Linked DNA regions of Mus musculus: all the other regions are linked to region 1. Evidence: chromatin contacts called from public targeted proximity ligation data. All regions are on one chromosome and are shown on one strand. The core of a region is the stretch at or near the end of the contact, and the rest is flanking DNA. Distances in the headings are between cores, read along the strand shown.

Evidence for each region.
Region 2: a contact with region 1 is called in a targeted proximity ligation map of pancreatic cancer cells. A contact is called at or near these places in 2 of 39 promoter capture datasets (cranial neural crest and liver), 6 of 484 Hi-C or Micro-C datasets (CD4 T cells, CD8 T cells, Sertoli cells and 1 more), 11 of 130 datasets of targeted methods (the NIH/3T3 cell line, astrocytes, bone marrow-derived macrophages and 7 more) and 2 of 9 other capture datasets (adipose tissue and liver).
Region 3: a targeted proximity ligation map of intestinal villus epithelium shows a contact between it and region 1, with 6 read pairs. A contact is called at or near these places in 1 of 39 promoter capture datasets (cranial neural crest), 6 of 130 datasets of targeted methods (the 230-238 cell line, bone marrow-derived macrophages, embryonic hindbrain and 3 more) and 1 of 9 other capture datasets (liver).

Annotation. Positions count from the first base shown.
Region 1 is chr19:30,027,716-30,032,302 of GRCm38.p6, reverse strand. It overlaps Uhrf2 (ubiquitin-like, containing PHD and RING finger domains 2), which reads right to left and starts at 1,790. Exons shown (of 16, transcript NM_144873.2): 1 at 1,372-1,790. The coding sequence starts at 1,524.
Region 2 is chr19:29,519,555-29,524,141 of GRCm38.p6, reverse strand. Ric1 (RAB6A GEF complex partner 1) reads right to left here and starts at 1,860. Exons shown (of 26, transcript NM_001081319.1): 1 at 1,476-1,860. The coding sequence starts at 1,619. It overlaps A930007I19Rik (RIKEN cDNA A930007I19 gene), which reads left to right and starts at 2,155. Exons shown (of 4, transcript NR_015567.3): 1 at 2,155-2,252; 2 at 3,173-3,294.
Region 3 is chr19:29,740,967-29,745,553 of GRCm38.p6, reverse strand. 9930021J03Rik (RIKEN cDNA 9930021J03 gene) reads left to right here. Exons shown (of 8, transcript NM_172836.3): 4 at 1,942-2,021. Among named protein-coding and RNA genes, the nearest start is that of Mlana, 45 kb to the right of the region's middle.

The sequences.
Region 1 (4,587 bases), core at 541-3,040:
TATTGGAGTCGCCCAACTATTCTAGGAGTCAATGTACAATATTATTACTATTTGTATAGCTTTCACTGATAGCCAAAAGGAAAAGATAATAGCCACTTGAGGCACAGCAATACAATGCTACAAAGTATTTAATAGGTATGACTGTTTAAAAACCAACTTTCCAGACAAGTAAACTCTTTACTGGTCAAACACTCAAGAAACAATATAGTGGATACAACAAGAGCAGAAAGTGCTACAGGTTTTCTGTCAGAGGCCTTCCAAACACTTTACCAAAACCCTGGCTTTTTCTTGCCGGTTGTATAATCTGTTACTTAGAAAATTTTGACCAGTCTGAGAAGTTGTAAATCTGTAAAGGGAACAAAAATATTCCTTCTAAACCCTTTGTGGCTTATAGGCTACTTCCATCGAATCAGAGAGAACTGCACTTAATTCAAAACTCAGGACTGGAGCCAAACTGTGGTCAACTGACTGCAGGATGCCAACTTTTTTAGTGGACTAAAGACAAAGGCAAGAAAAACAATGTGGGTCTGGGTGTCTAATCATAAGACTCTGAGACTTACTGGATAGGAAACGTCTTAGCCTCATCAGGCAGAGCCTTACTTAAAATTAACGGAGATGCCCACAAGCACCCTTGTGGCCCAACACAACTTTCTGGCTTTTTTTGAATTACTGCTGATTATGCTGAAAGGTTTGAGTTGAAAGCCCGAACTTAGGGGACACACAAAGATGAGAGGTAAAGTTTATGGGGAAATAATCTGTCCGTATATTCAACAGACTTAAACCCGACTTCAGGTTACAAACATCGTTCCTTAAATTAGAGGTCTCTGATCTTTTACAGAACAAATCCCCAGTCTGAGACTGACGACAAGGAAGGAGGGGCACGCATTCTACCACCGTTCCGATGTTCAGTGTTCAAATCCTTCTAGTGAGGAAACAGGGATAAGGTGCTTCCCTTTCCACGTCGCATCTAGGAGCCGGGGGCACGGAAAAGAAGCAAGTCCTTAGAGGAGTCGGAGACGGCGCTGCGAATAAAGCCAGCTCGTCCCTCCCGCGCCCCGGCATGGCTGCCGGAGCCTGTTGCCTTTCCAGGCTCCGATCCCCCCCCCCCCCAAAGGCGGGAAGAGGATCCCCCAGGACCCTCGGAGGCTATGTCCGTGGCCGCTGCCAGCGACAACACCGCGTCCCGCACCTTCCGACCCGCTAGGCGCGCTTGGGGGGAGGGGGGGGGCAGCCGCAGGCCCGAGCTCCAGGCCCCGCATCCCGCGCCCCGCCAGCGGCCCATCCCGAGCACAGCGGGGCGCAGCCCTGGACACCCAGCCTCGTCCCGGGGCGCCGGCTGCTCGCGCCCGGGCTCCCCGCGGGGCGCCTCACCTGCTTGCCCCGGTAGAACAGGCGCTGGCACTCGGGCCTTACATCGAAGAGCGCCCAGACCCGCTCGCGCAGCTCCTCGATGGTGGCTTTGCGAGAAACGTCCTCGATGGTGCGCGTCTGGGAGCCGTCGATGGTGCGGACCTGGATCCACATCGCGGCGGCACGGGGACAGGGGACCAAGCCCCTTTGTCTGGCCCTGCGCTCGGGCCGCCGCGCCGCGCCCCGCCCGGTCCCCGCCGCCTCCCCGGGAGGATCCGGTTCTCTGCGGCGGCGACTCGGCGAACGCGGGTGCGGGCGAGGACTGACGCTCTTAGACCGCGCGACCGCCCGCCCGCCCCTCCTCGGTGGAAGGAAACCGGAACCCGCCCGAGGTGCGAGCGCAGCCCGCGCCTCACAAATAGGAAGGAGCCATGGCTCGGCGGCGCGCACTGTTTACTTATAGAGATGCAGCTCCCACATGGAGGTCACGGCGCCAACCCGGATCTCGCGAGATCCACGCGGGGCTCCGCCCCACGCACAGCCTGGGGGGCGCTAATATGGGAGGGGGCGGGGCCTCCAGAGCCGTTACTCGGAGGAGGGCGGGGTTGGGCAGGCTCGCCGAGGCCAGCTCGCCCTGTGCCCTCGTTGTCGTTGGTCACCTCGCAGTCTCCTGAGGCCTAGACTCCATGGTCTCAAAAACGCACGAACAATAGCTAGCCGTGCTGCGCGCTGGCGTGAGCAAGAAATGGGGATGCAGCCTACGTTCCCGAGACTTCACACCAGGGTGTGCGCCCGCCACGCGGCCTCTCCCGGGGCGCGTCGGCTTGATGGACGTGCTTCCCGCCGAGGAAACCCGCTTCCGGGAGGCCCCAGGGCAGAGGCCTCGCACCCACGTTTCCCGACCGGAGAGCCGGAGCGGGAGCTGGACCTGACCGAGTGGGCCTTCTGCGCTAAGGGCGCCTTTAGCCGCAGGGATCCTGGCTTTGCAGGACTGTACACCTCCGATCCAAAAATCCGGAGATCCCAGGGCGGGATACGGCCCCCACACTCAGGGGACCCATCCAAAAATGGAAGACTTAAGAGAGAAAGCAAAGCAAACGCATTATCTTACATTCACCGGTATCCGTAATGTCAGTACTAATCATTCCCATGAGGATAAGAGGCACAACTTTGTAACAACCAAATTGATTAGTCAAGATGGCCTAAATGGAAATACAGGAAGAGTGAAATGTGCGTCAGCTCGAGATATGAATATATATATATATACCTAGAGCCTCTAAGTTACCTCGACAGCTTCCTAGTTAACTAAAACATTTAGTTGATAAGGCAACAGATACATCTGAGAACATCTAATCTGACCCATGAAGGGATCAACTATTTGTTGTTACAAGGATATGCTAGGGTCTCGGGCTGTTATTCGTGGTGCACTGCCAACGGTGTGCTGCAGTCTGAAGCCTTGAGTCTTGGGCTCACGGGTTGGGACGCGCGAGAATTGCAGTCTTTCTGTTTAACTGTGATCTTGAACAAACTGCTTCAATTTCCTCCAGGTAAAATAGTGCTCATAAACACCGAGGGAATGTTAGCTTCCTTGCCACTCCCTTAGTAGCACACAAGAAGGTATTTTAGAGCTTTTGTTATTAAGAGAATTTAGATAAACTGGGAATATTCAAAGAAGATAGGGTGCTTAAGCAAAGACTGGGAGTGCATTTTCACACATCAGAAGACACTACACTTCTGAGAGAGGTTGACTAAATAATGAAGGGCAAGTGTGAACATTAGCATTCAAAGACTTTTGTAGGCCTCCCGGGGAAACCTGGGCTTTTTGAAATGTGCATTGATGTGTTTAAGTATTTAGAATGACAATAGAACAGAGTGCGGAAGGAGGCCTTAGGGAAAAAAGCAAGCTGTGGGAAGGTGAGAGAGGCTGAAATTTAGCCAAGAGCCAACTGTTGTCCATTTTGGAAAAATTAGAGATAGTGAGAAGAATAAATTGTTGAGTGTTCTAGGAAACCCAGCTCCTGAAAGTTGTAGAATTTGTGAATGTGAAAAGGGAAGAAAATGGAATGAGTTCCATTTGAGTTGTGTGGCATTTGAAATATATCTCAAATGTGCCTACAGTGGAGATGCCTGGTAGTTGAAAAGAACTGTCTAAGAGAGTGAAGGGAAGAAGGAGTTTCTGAGAGGAGGAAAGTCTTTTGGCTTGATAGAGATGCCTACATTTTGGCGAATAGAGAAATAGGTGGGGGGGGCTGGTGAGATGGCTCAGTGGATAAGAGCACCCGACTGCTCTTCCGAAGGTCCGAAGTTCAAATCCCAGCAACCACATGGTGGCTCACAACCACCCGTAATGAGATCTGATGCCCTCTTCTGGTGTGTCTGAAGACAGCTACAATGTACTTACATATAATAAATAAATAAATCTTAAAAAAAAAAGAGAGAGAGAGAAATAGGTGGTACGGATAGGGAAGAGAATAAGGGGATATTGGGTGGGAAGTTATAACCTGAAGAGTTGACCATGTCAGCTGGGGGGGGGGGGGCGGGCGGGGTTTGAACATTTACCGTTTGCTCATATGTTACATTTTTATATGCTTACAATTCCACAGTTAGAGATCCTCTTAAGAAAAAGTAGGGGTTTATCTTCTGCCTATTGCTGGTATAAATGAAAGTATCAATCACTTCCCTGTTCTTAGGGCTGATCTGCACAGAGATGCCACAAAGGATGTTTCTGCTGCTCTCTTAGAGATTAATCAGGAAGAAAGCCCAGTGTAAGACTTTGGTCTGGTTAAAGGCTTTTGTTGTTATTGTTCTTTGGTCTTCATTCTTTCTTGCTTATTTGAAAATCTCATGTAACCCTGACTGTTCTCAAATCCATTGCATCATGCTAGGATTGTATCCAATTTCATATCCTCCCATTATGTGAGAACAATAAACTTTTTTTTTAAGACACCACTCACATGTCTACCTCTCTGTCATAGGTTAGTTGTGTTCAAAACAGCAAGGTTCCCAGGTCTTGCTCTCTTCTAACATGGATAGCAGCCATATTGGATTAGGACCCATCCTAACAACTTTATGTAACCTTGTCTCATTAAAGCCTCTATCTCCATACATTGTCATACGAGGAGCTAGATTTCAAAACATTAATTTTAATATGCCGTGGGACATAAATTGTGGGACGTAAAATCATGCCAGGAAGTTTGGTAAAGTAGAGCAGGCTGAAACCTGGAGACTCGGGTTGGG
Region 2 (4,587 bases), core at 611-3,110, 510 kb after region 1:
TAAATTGAAAACGGATCTCACTTAGGTACCAACTTACATTTACAACGCACATATTTAAAAATTCAATTCAGCACGGATCTGAGTATCACATTGCTGATGCTGTAATTGTTTAGTAACCTGCGGTTTTCATACCTTTCTGAAAATTAGGTCAGCCAAAACTTAGTGACAAATAGCCTAACTATGTAATAGTAAAAGAGAAACCAATTAAATTGCTTAAATTCTAGCATCGGTTTTACCACAGCTGTGTGTGCGGACAATCAAGGGCATTATCAGCACACCATGGTAATAAGCAGAGATCTAAAGGGTTTAACCAAACCAAAACCAGTGTTTCACATATCTAGCAAGGGCAAGGTCAACCAACCTCTAGTCTCTTTTCAAGACCACCACCACTCTGACATCAATTAGTACTGTCTCTCTGAATGCAGTGTGTGGGGGGGGATCTTAAAACTCAGAATTCTGTAATTTTTACAGATGTCCAGGAGCAACAAAAACCGGACGGGGGCTAGCCCATTCACCCCTTACTTTTTCAAGTTAATTCTCTTATCTACTCGGAACTCAAGGCACGGGAGGAAAAAAAAAAAAAAGCCAGGCTGAAAGCAAAGAATTCTGACCCCATGCTCTTTCTAAGCCTGGAAATAATAATTTCCAGGTGCGGCGCGGACAGACGTGAGCTCCCCGACTCTCCAACCATCCCAGCAGAGCTCTCCAGAGTCCAAGAGCAGCCAAGAAAAGGACTGGAGTCCGTGATGTGTGGGGGAGACCCGGAGCTAAAGTTACCAGATATCTACACTCAAACCCAACAAGTCTTTAAGTTTTCAGAAATCAATTACCACAGGACTGTAAATTCTGACACTTGGTAAAGACCAACAGGCTTTCCGGAACTCCACTAAACAACAACCTTTAAAGCAGGGGTGGGGGGTGGGGGAGCGGGGACGCCACAGCTGCCGGAGTGCTGGGGGACGCTCCAACAGATTGGCTCGGCGGCAATGGGGGCAGAGAGGCAGGCAAGTCTGGGCTCCGCCAGGGAGCTCCAGGCCTGGCGCGCGGCTGTGGGTGCCACGCGGGGACTGGGGTGCAGTGGAGACTGTCCGCGCGCGGCTCCAACTCGAGAGCGAGGGTCGCTCGGGGTAAGTCGGGACCGGCTGGGGTCGCTCGGGGGTAGTTAGTTGGGACGGGACCGCCGTCGCTCCCTCGGAGGGAGTCGGGACTGGCCGGGGTCGCTCGGGGGAAGTCGGGACCGGTCCGGGGTCGCTCGGCGGCAGTCGCGCCAGTTCCAGGGTCACTATAGGGAGGGTGATCAGGATGGTTCTGGGTTCGCCCGGGGTTAGTTGGGACCGGACGGTGGTCGTTCGGAGGGAGTCGGGACGGGGCCAGGGTCGCTCGGGGAGAATCGGGACTAGATCCGGGCCTCTCTGGGGAAGTCGGGACCGGACAGGGGCCGCTCGGGGGAAGTCGGGACGCCGGCGCCTACTTACTCGGCTGTACCAGATGCTGAGGCGGGCCGGGGCCAGCACGGCGAAGAACGCTCTCCGAGGGTCAGACTGGACGTGGAGCGGCGCCTCGGCCGGGCTCCGCGGCGCGCAGAGCAGCCTCTTGGGCCAGCCGCTCAGGAAATACATGGTCCGCGCGCGGCCCCGACAGCCCCCCGGCGGCCCCGGCCGTGTCTGTCACGCTCGGCGGCCCCGGGCCAGGCGCCCACCTCCCACACCGCCACCGGCCGAGTCGGCGGCGGCGACAGCGGCAACTCGGGGCATCTGCCCGGGGGCCGGGCCGGGCCGGGCCGACGCGATGCTGCGCGACGCAGTCTGGGACGCTGACCGGCCGAGGGTGGGGGAGGCGGGCGGCCAGTGGGCCCGCGGCGGGAGGAGCCGAGGCCGGCCCGCCCCGCTCGCCGCTCGCGTCAGCACGCCGCACGGCGCGGGGAGGCTCCGCCCGGCTCCCTCGGACCGCCCCGCGTCAGAACGCAGGCCGCGGGGCAGGACGTCGAGGGCTCGGGACGCCTTGCTGGCTGGCGACCTGGCGCGTGGAGCTGGGGACCGGGATGAGGCGACAGGCTCAGTCAGTGACAATCGGAGCGGCCGGGCCCACTTGCACGATCCCTGGATTGGCGCGACCTCCGGGGTTGAAGGGGGCGGGGCGAGCGGAGCGCGCGTCACGTGACTCCCGGGCTGCGCTTGGAGCTGGGTCTCTGCGACTCCAAGGCTTGGGGTTCGAGTCTGTACCCACAAATCCTTTGTGTGCTGCGGTTTAAAGTGAGAGCTGGTGATGTCCCTGGCCGTACAGAGCTTACATTCTAGGCAGGCTCTTTATTCAGTCACTAAAGTGCTTCAGTCTTGTCTGCCTGTTTAGTTATTAATGCTAGGCGAAGCCAGATGGGGTCTTTTGCAGCCCCAGTAAACTGTTCAGGAAAAGAAATGGACTTAGGTTTTGTGTTGATCCAGACTGGAGATACCGTATTGATGTTTTTAATTTGGGGGTTGGGAGGAATGAAGGGGTGCTCAACTTTTGGACCTGGAACCTTAAAAATAGCTGCAGCTTTTTGTAACTCTTTCAAAGTTTAAAAGTAACAACAAAGTAACAATCCGGATTTTAATAACAATGTAACTTTCCGTAATTGTTCTAACGCTTGCTTTTCGAAGACGTTGACTAAAGTCCCAGCTCACTAGCCTTTTGTTTCCAGAGGATCTCCTAGAATCTCTGTCCTGGTGTGTCCCACAGGCCAACACAGCATTCCTGGGATATTTTAAGCAGAGCAGACCTGAAAACTATTTTTCAGATTTTCATCTGTGTGGACGGAATCTTGATGATCCGAGTTACACCCGCTGGATAAATCAAGAGGTCCAGAGAGGTCTCTGCCTTGCCAATATAAAATCATAGAAGAACTTCGTTGTCTAGTACTTTTCAGACAGAGTTGTACACGTGGCAGAGGAAGTGAAAATGTGCTGCAATTCCATTGAGAATGTTTGCTCTACCTCTACTTCAGTGTGTTCATGTGCCTCACCAGTGTGTCTGCAATCATGGGCAGTGTAGATGTTTCTAAGTAATTTTTAATTGTTTTTTTTTTTGACCTCACTTACTGGTGAGCTTCTGGGTGGGATTCTCCTCCTGTGATCTTTTGTAGCAGCTAAGGTCTACAAAAAAATTAAGAGGATGCTTTGATTTAATTCCACAGAAAACCACAGATGATGGTGCTGGATCATCGCTAGTTAAAGTGCTGGATATGCCCAAGGTCACATGGCCTAAGAAAAACTGCTCTCCCTTCCAAGGACCCAGCAGTCTTTAGACCAGCTCAAGGTGAAGTGTGAGAGTGGCCTGAACATGGACAGGAGGAGGAGACCCTCTGGTCCTTTCTCACTTGGGAGTGATGGGTAAAATATCTCACTGTAAATCTCCCTAAGTGTTACCCACTGTGACTGAAACGTTATATAATATAGACCGACCTGAGGTTCAAAGATCATACTTTAACATTGTGAAATGTGCTAACAATTCCAGTGCTCAAATCTTCTGTCCCCCCGTACCCCCCCCCCATCACCACTTTCTCCCTCCATCACCACTCCAGCCAAACTCTCTGGATGACTTTGAACCTCACGTAAACTGGTAAAAGTAGGTACATATTTGGTTCTATCAGACTTAACTTTTTTATTACAAGAGTACTCTTGATCAGGGTGCATGGAAACAAGTACCTCTATAAACCATGTATTGGAGGATAAGTTGATACAATTTCTATAAAGACTAGTGCCATTATGTGGTCTATGCATGGAGAAAGAGACAGATATCCAGACCCTCCTATATTATTTTGTAAGGAGACACAGAGTTTTAGCCTTAAATCATACCTCATAAGCCAGGCATGATGGATACCTATTGTATTTGGCTATTCTTGGTAGCCGGCTTGACTACATCGGGAACCAAAGTGGCTAGGTACACATGTGAGGGATTTTGGTTTTGTTTATGAATTAAGTCATTGGCAGTGGGAAGAAGACACACTTCTAATCTCAATGTTCTGAGGTGAGACTCTGGGCCACAGCTTCTGCTGGCAACCTGTATGCAGGAAGAAAGCAGCTTTTGCCCCCTTCCTGTTTGTTCTTGCTTTCGCTGGCACATCCATTTCTTCTTGGAATTAAAGCCTACTTCTTTGGGACTCTGGTGAATACCGAAGACCAGCTGAGACATCCAGCCTTATGGTCTGAACTACTACTGGATTCTTAGATCTTGCATTGGTAGACAGCAATTGTTGGGCTTGCTGGATCACAGCCTGTAAGCTATTCTAATGAATCACTGATAGATGGTAGATAGATAGATAGATAGATAGATAGATAGATAGATAGAGATTCATTCTATAAGTTCTGTGCCTCTAGAGAACCTTGACTAATAAACCTGTAATTCCTGTATGTGAAAGATAGACACAGGAATTATGAATTCCAAGCCAGTCTGACCTAATGAGGCTCTCCGTTAAATAAGTTAAACACACACACACACTTGATATACCACAGAAGAAAAATATAGTTGTCCTCCAAAAATAGAATTGTCTTTACTTATAATGGCATATTTTATAAAAATAAAAAAACTATGTTGGAGAATATGCTATAA
Region 3 (4,587 bases), core at 569-3,068, 290 kb after region 1:
ATCAGAGAGGTGCTAGAACCTACATGCTGGTTGTTCTCTGACCCCCATAAGGCTGCTGTGGCACATGACTACCCACATAGATGAACACATGTGCACACTATATAAATCACTTTTTAAAAATAATGGTATATGCTTATAATTCAGCAGTTGGAGGCAGGAGGATCAGAAACTCAAGGTCATCTTGGACTCAGATTTCAAGCTATTCTGGGCTACAAGAGACATTATCTAAACAAATAAGCAAGCCTGATAGAGCAGTAAAAGAAAGGATTGAGAGAGCATTTCCTTTTGTTCAAATTGTGTTTTAAATGCCTTCCCATAAAATGTAAGGCAAATTTACTTTTACTTAGCAAATATTTTCCTATGAACCTTGTTAAGAGCACTGACTGCTCTTCTAGAGGTCCTGAGTTCAATTCCCAACGACCATATATAATGGTGGCTCACAACCACTGTAATGGGATCCATGTGTACTCATACATAAAATAAATTTAAGAAAAAAAGGAAAAAAGAAAGAGAGGCTGGGGAGATGGCTCAGCGGTTAAGAGCACTGACTGTACTTCTAGAGGTCCTGAGTTCAATTCCCAGCAACCACATGGTGGCTCACACCATCTGTAACGAAATCTGATGCCCTCTTCTGGAGTATCTGAGGACAGCTACAGTGTACTTACATATAATAAATAAATCTAAAAAAAAAGAAAATCTAAAACACTTTAAAATGATAAACAGAAAAGACATTTTCTTGACATTAAGAAAAGACATTAATAAAAGACATTAATCTTGGCATTAAGATTTCAAAAACTCCTTGAGTTAGCTCTGTTTTACAGACACTAAGAATTTAGTCTTTACGGTCCTCATAAACTAGTGTCATGTATATAGCATTTGTTGCACATTTAGTAAGTATTTATTTATTTTTATTATGTGTATGCATGTTTTACCTGCATGTATGTCTGTATACCATGTGTATGCAGTGTCTATGAAGGCCAGAAGACAATGATCTCATGGCAGTAGAGTTATAAGCCACTATATGGGATTTCTGGGAATAAACTCCAGGTCCTCTGGAAGAGTAGCCAGTGCTTTTAAAACCTCTGAGCCATTTCTCCAGCCCACCATTAAATAAATTTGTTATTTGATAATTACATACAAGGAGATGTGGTAGCTTGTATATTTGAGGCCAGCCTTGGTTACAGTGTGAGATCCTCAATATTAATATTAAAATAATATTAAAATTAGGAAAAATGCATTTTAGCATGTTCCTTGCCAAAACTGTGTGTATGTTTCATTTTGTGAAGTTAAATGCAAAGAAGTAGATAAATACTTGAGATGTATTCTAGAAATTGTATTCTTTAGGGATGAGGTATATTTTTCCTTATGATTTCTGAATGTACAAAGTACTAATTGCACATTAAAAGGATATGCTAACTATACTTTTTAAAGTTTGGTTATTAAATACAGCCAAGACCAGACCATTAGACAAGTGCAGGGTGGCATCCTAATGTCACTAAGGGGTTTCCACTTTTGGTTGAGCAGCCCATAATCTTTAGATAAAATGGTTCCCCAGGTTCCTAACTGCAGAAGTCACTGTTCAGGTAAGACTCTTTTTCTGTGTAGTCTTACATAAGCTGTGAATGTAGATTTTTAACTAAGCAGTAGTTTTGTGGCGTTTATGCCTATTCCTTTTAATAAACTCAACTGTTTATGCATCACCATGAGCACTACAATCATTTTGGTTCTTATATAAATAGGCAGCATTGTTACGTGTCTGTTACGGGCAGTTACAGTTTAACATTTGCTTTCACTGAGGCTTGTTTGATTCATGATTTTCATTTGGCTTCTAGCAACCATCTGTTAGTTAAAGTTTAACTTTCAAGGCTCTATGTAATTTGGTTTCTGTTAACAAGGTGCCGTAAACAGCATTATGAAGTTTTTCTCTTTTAATCTTGAAAGGAAAAAAATCCATATCTAAAAAAGCAATCACAAAGAAGAGGAAAACTGTCACAAAGTCACCTGCTGTGCCGGAATTTCAGGTAAATGTTTCAATATTGTCACCAAGTTTTTCCGTTTAATTTTTTGTTTTAGCTCCATTCCTTGTGAGAATGGCTGGATTTCAAGAAACTACAAGATGTATTTAATGACTTTTTCTAACAATGTGTTTTTCTTTAAAGTACAGATGTAGGCAAAATGTTATTTTTTTAAACCTCTTTATCTCTCATAAACCTTGGTATTTTTAGTTAAACCTATACTAACTTTTGTAGATAAAGTTTAATCAAGTATATATACATATATCTCTTTTCTTTATGTCCGTTTGCATGTATTCCTAAGTACACATAAACAAATTTCCTTTCTTCTAAAGGAAAAAAAATCATGTTTTGTACATAGTGATGCTACTCTGATAATTCATTCTTATGTAGTTTAACCAGTATAGAAATGGTGGACTAACTTGAAAGGTATTTTAACTTTTAACTATAAATAAACTATATTCAGTAAAGGCTAAATATAATAGTCTTTAAACATTTCTGCAAAAAAAGAATTTTTGCTGCCATATGTGAAGCACTAATGCTGAAAATAAGCAATCTCATCATAATTATGCTTTTATTTTTCTATTTATACAGTATTTTTTCAACAAATGATACTTGTTAAAAAAATTTTGTACTATTGTAACCAGGCCATTTCTAAAAGTTTTATAAGCTCATAAAATAAAAGTGATGTAATTGAATTTGTAGGTCTTAAGTAGTTATAAAATTATAGGAGGCAAGGAAATACTATATAGCAATATTATACTTCTATTTTCAGTAAAAATTATATTTAGGGGAAGTTGAAATTCATAAAAATTAGATATCCTTAAATAGTAAAAAGAAAATATATATTTTATAGTAGAATATTTTAATGACATTAGGATGACATACATCCTTTAGAAATTTTTACATAACCTTTATACAGGATATCCAGTAAAATACAGTTTACTGGATTATATATTAATTTGGCTGGAGGCCATCCTGCCATTCATTTCTTGTAACATGTTAATGGTATTCTATTATATCTTTATGCTTCCACTGGTCAGCCTGCTAGCCTTTGTTATTTCTCCCACTCTTTTTCTTCTGTTTTTTAATATAGAACTATATAGAACTTAAGACAAAGTGGTACATCCATTTTTGGTATTTTTGTAAGTGGACTGTGTGTAATAGTAATACAAACTGCATAAGTAATGCTTTGTACAGTTACAGGTGCTATTAGTGATATATGAAATCAACTCAGTGGGTTACATTTCTTTTTTAAGTTATCAAAATTTGTCAGAATATCACATATCTGGTCATGTATAATACCATGAATATGTATAGTTATATGTATTATATGAAATTTGGTTTTAGTTGCCTCTGTGTGTGGACATGCATGGTAAATTGTGGTTTTGACTCTGGCTCATAGAAATATGTTGGAAAACATTGTTGTAAGTAATACTTCTAGTCAGTTATTGACCATTTGCTTATTGCTCAGAAATGTAAGGTCAAAAGTACATGTTTCGTTAAGTTGAGCTGTTCTTCAAAATACATAAAGTCATTCCTTTCCTGGTTCTTAAGCATAAGAGGTAGAGGAGTACTCTGTGTGTGTGTGTGTGTGTGTGTGTGTGTGTGTGTGTGTGTGTGTGTGTGTGTGTGTGTTGTTCTTGTTTTTGAGTCTATATTGGGCTAAGGTAGATCTTCTACTATGTTATGAGAGCTTGAAACTGCCTTCTAAAATAGAGATAAAGAGGCTGGAGAAATGGCTCAGCTATGAAGAGCTTTTGCTGAACTTGCAGAGGACTTACGTTTGGTTCCCAGTATCTACATGGTAGCTCACAACCATCTGTAACTCCAGTTTCTGGGATCCAGCACCTTCGTCTAGCCTTGTGGTAGGCACATGTGTGGTATATATACATACATGCAGACCAATACTTGTATACATAAAGTACCAGTTACTATATAATAAAGTGAATTTTTTTCTTCCCCAAAGTCCTGGAAATCTATATAGCATCTCATATGTTAGTAATAAACATAATACTTTGTAGACATAAGTAGCCATTCTAAACTAAAACACCCATTCTTACTGCTGAAAATAAAGAAAACTTTGAAGCATAAACATTCCATTGCTTTTTAAAAACCTGACCTATTTACCAAAAGGCTGATCTTTTACTGATAGAAAATATGCTTAGAAATAAACAGTTTAAAGGTTTAAATTTTTTAAGTCTTTTTTTTTTTAAGTCTTAATGATCTAAAAAAGTGAAGCCTGTTTTGATCATAACTTCTTGGCAGTTTTTGTGTTGACTTGTTAAACGCTAGAAATTTGCCTCCTTTACTTGCTTCCTAAGAACTCATGTTTATGTGAACACTGTAAAGCTCGGAGTCAGAAAATGTCTTCATACTCATATTTAGAACATGCACCAGGGACGCTGAAGTAATGGCTTTGGGTTCATTTTGTGTGTGTATTGTAAAGAAACTAACAGTGTCTGTGTTACCTTTTCCTAAGAGCTATGCCCTTCCTTGTTAAAAGTTTATAAATATTAATAATATAAATATAAATAATATAAAGGCTGATGCCTTTATTAAAAGTGAAGATTTG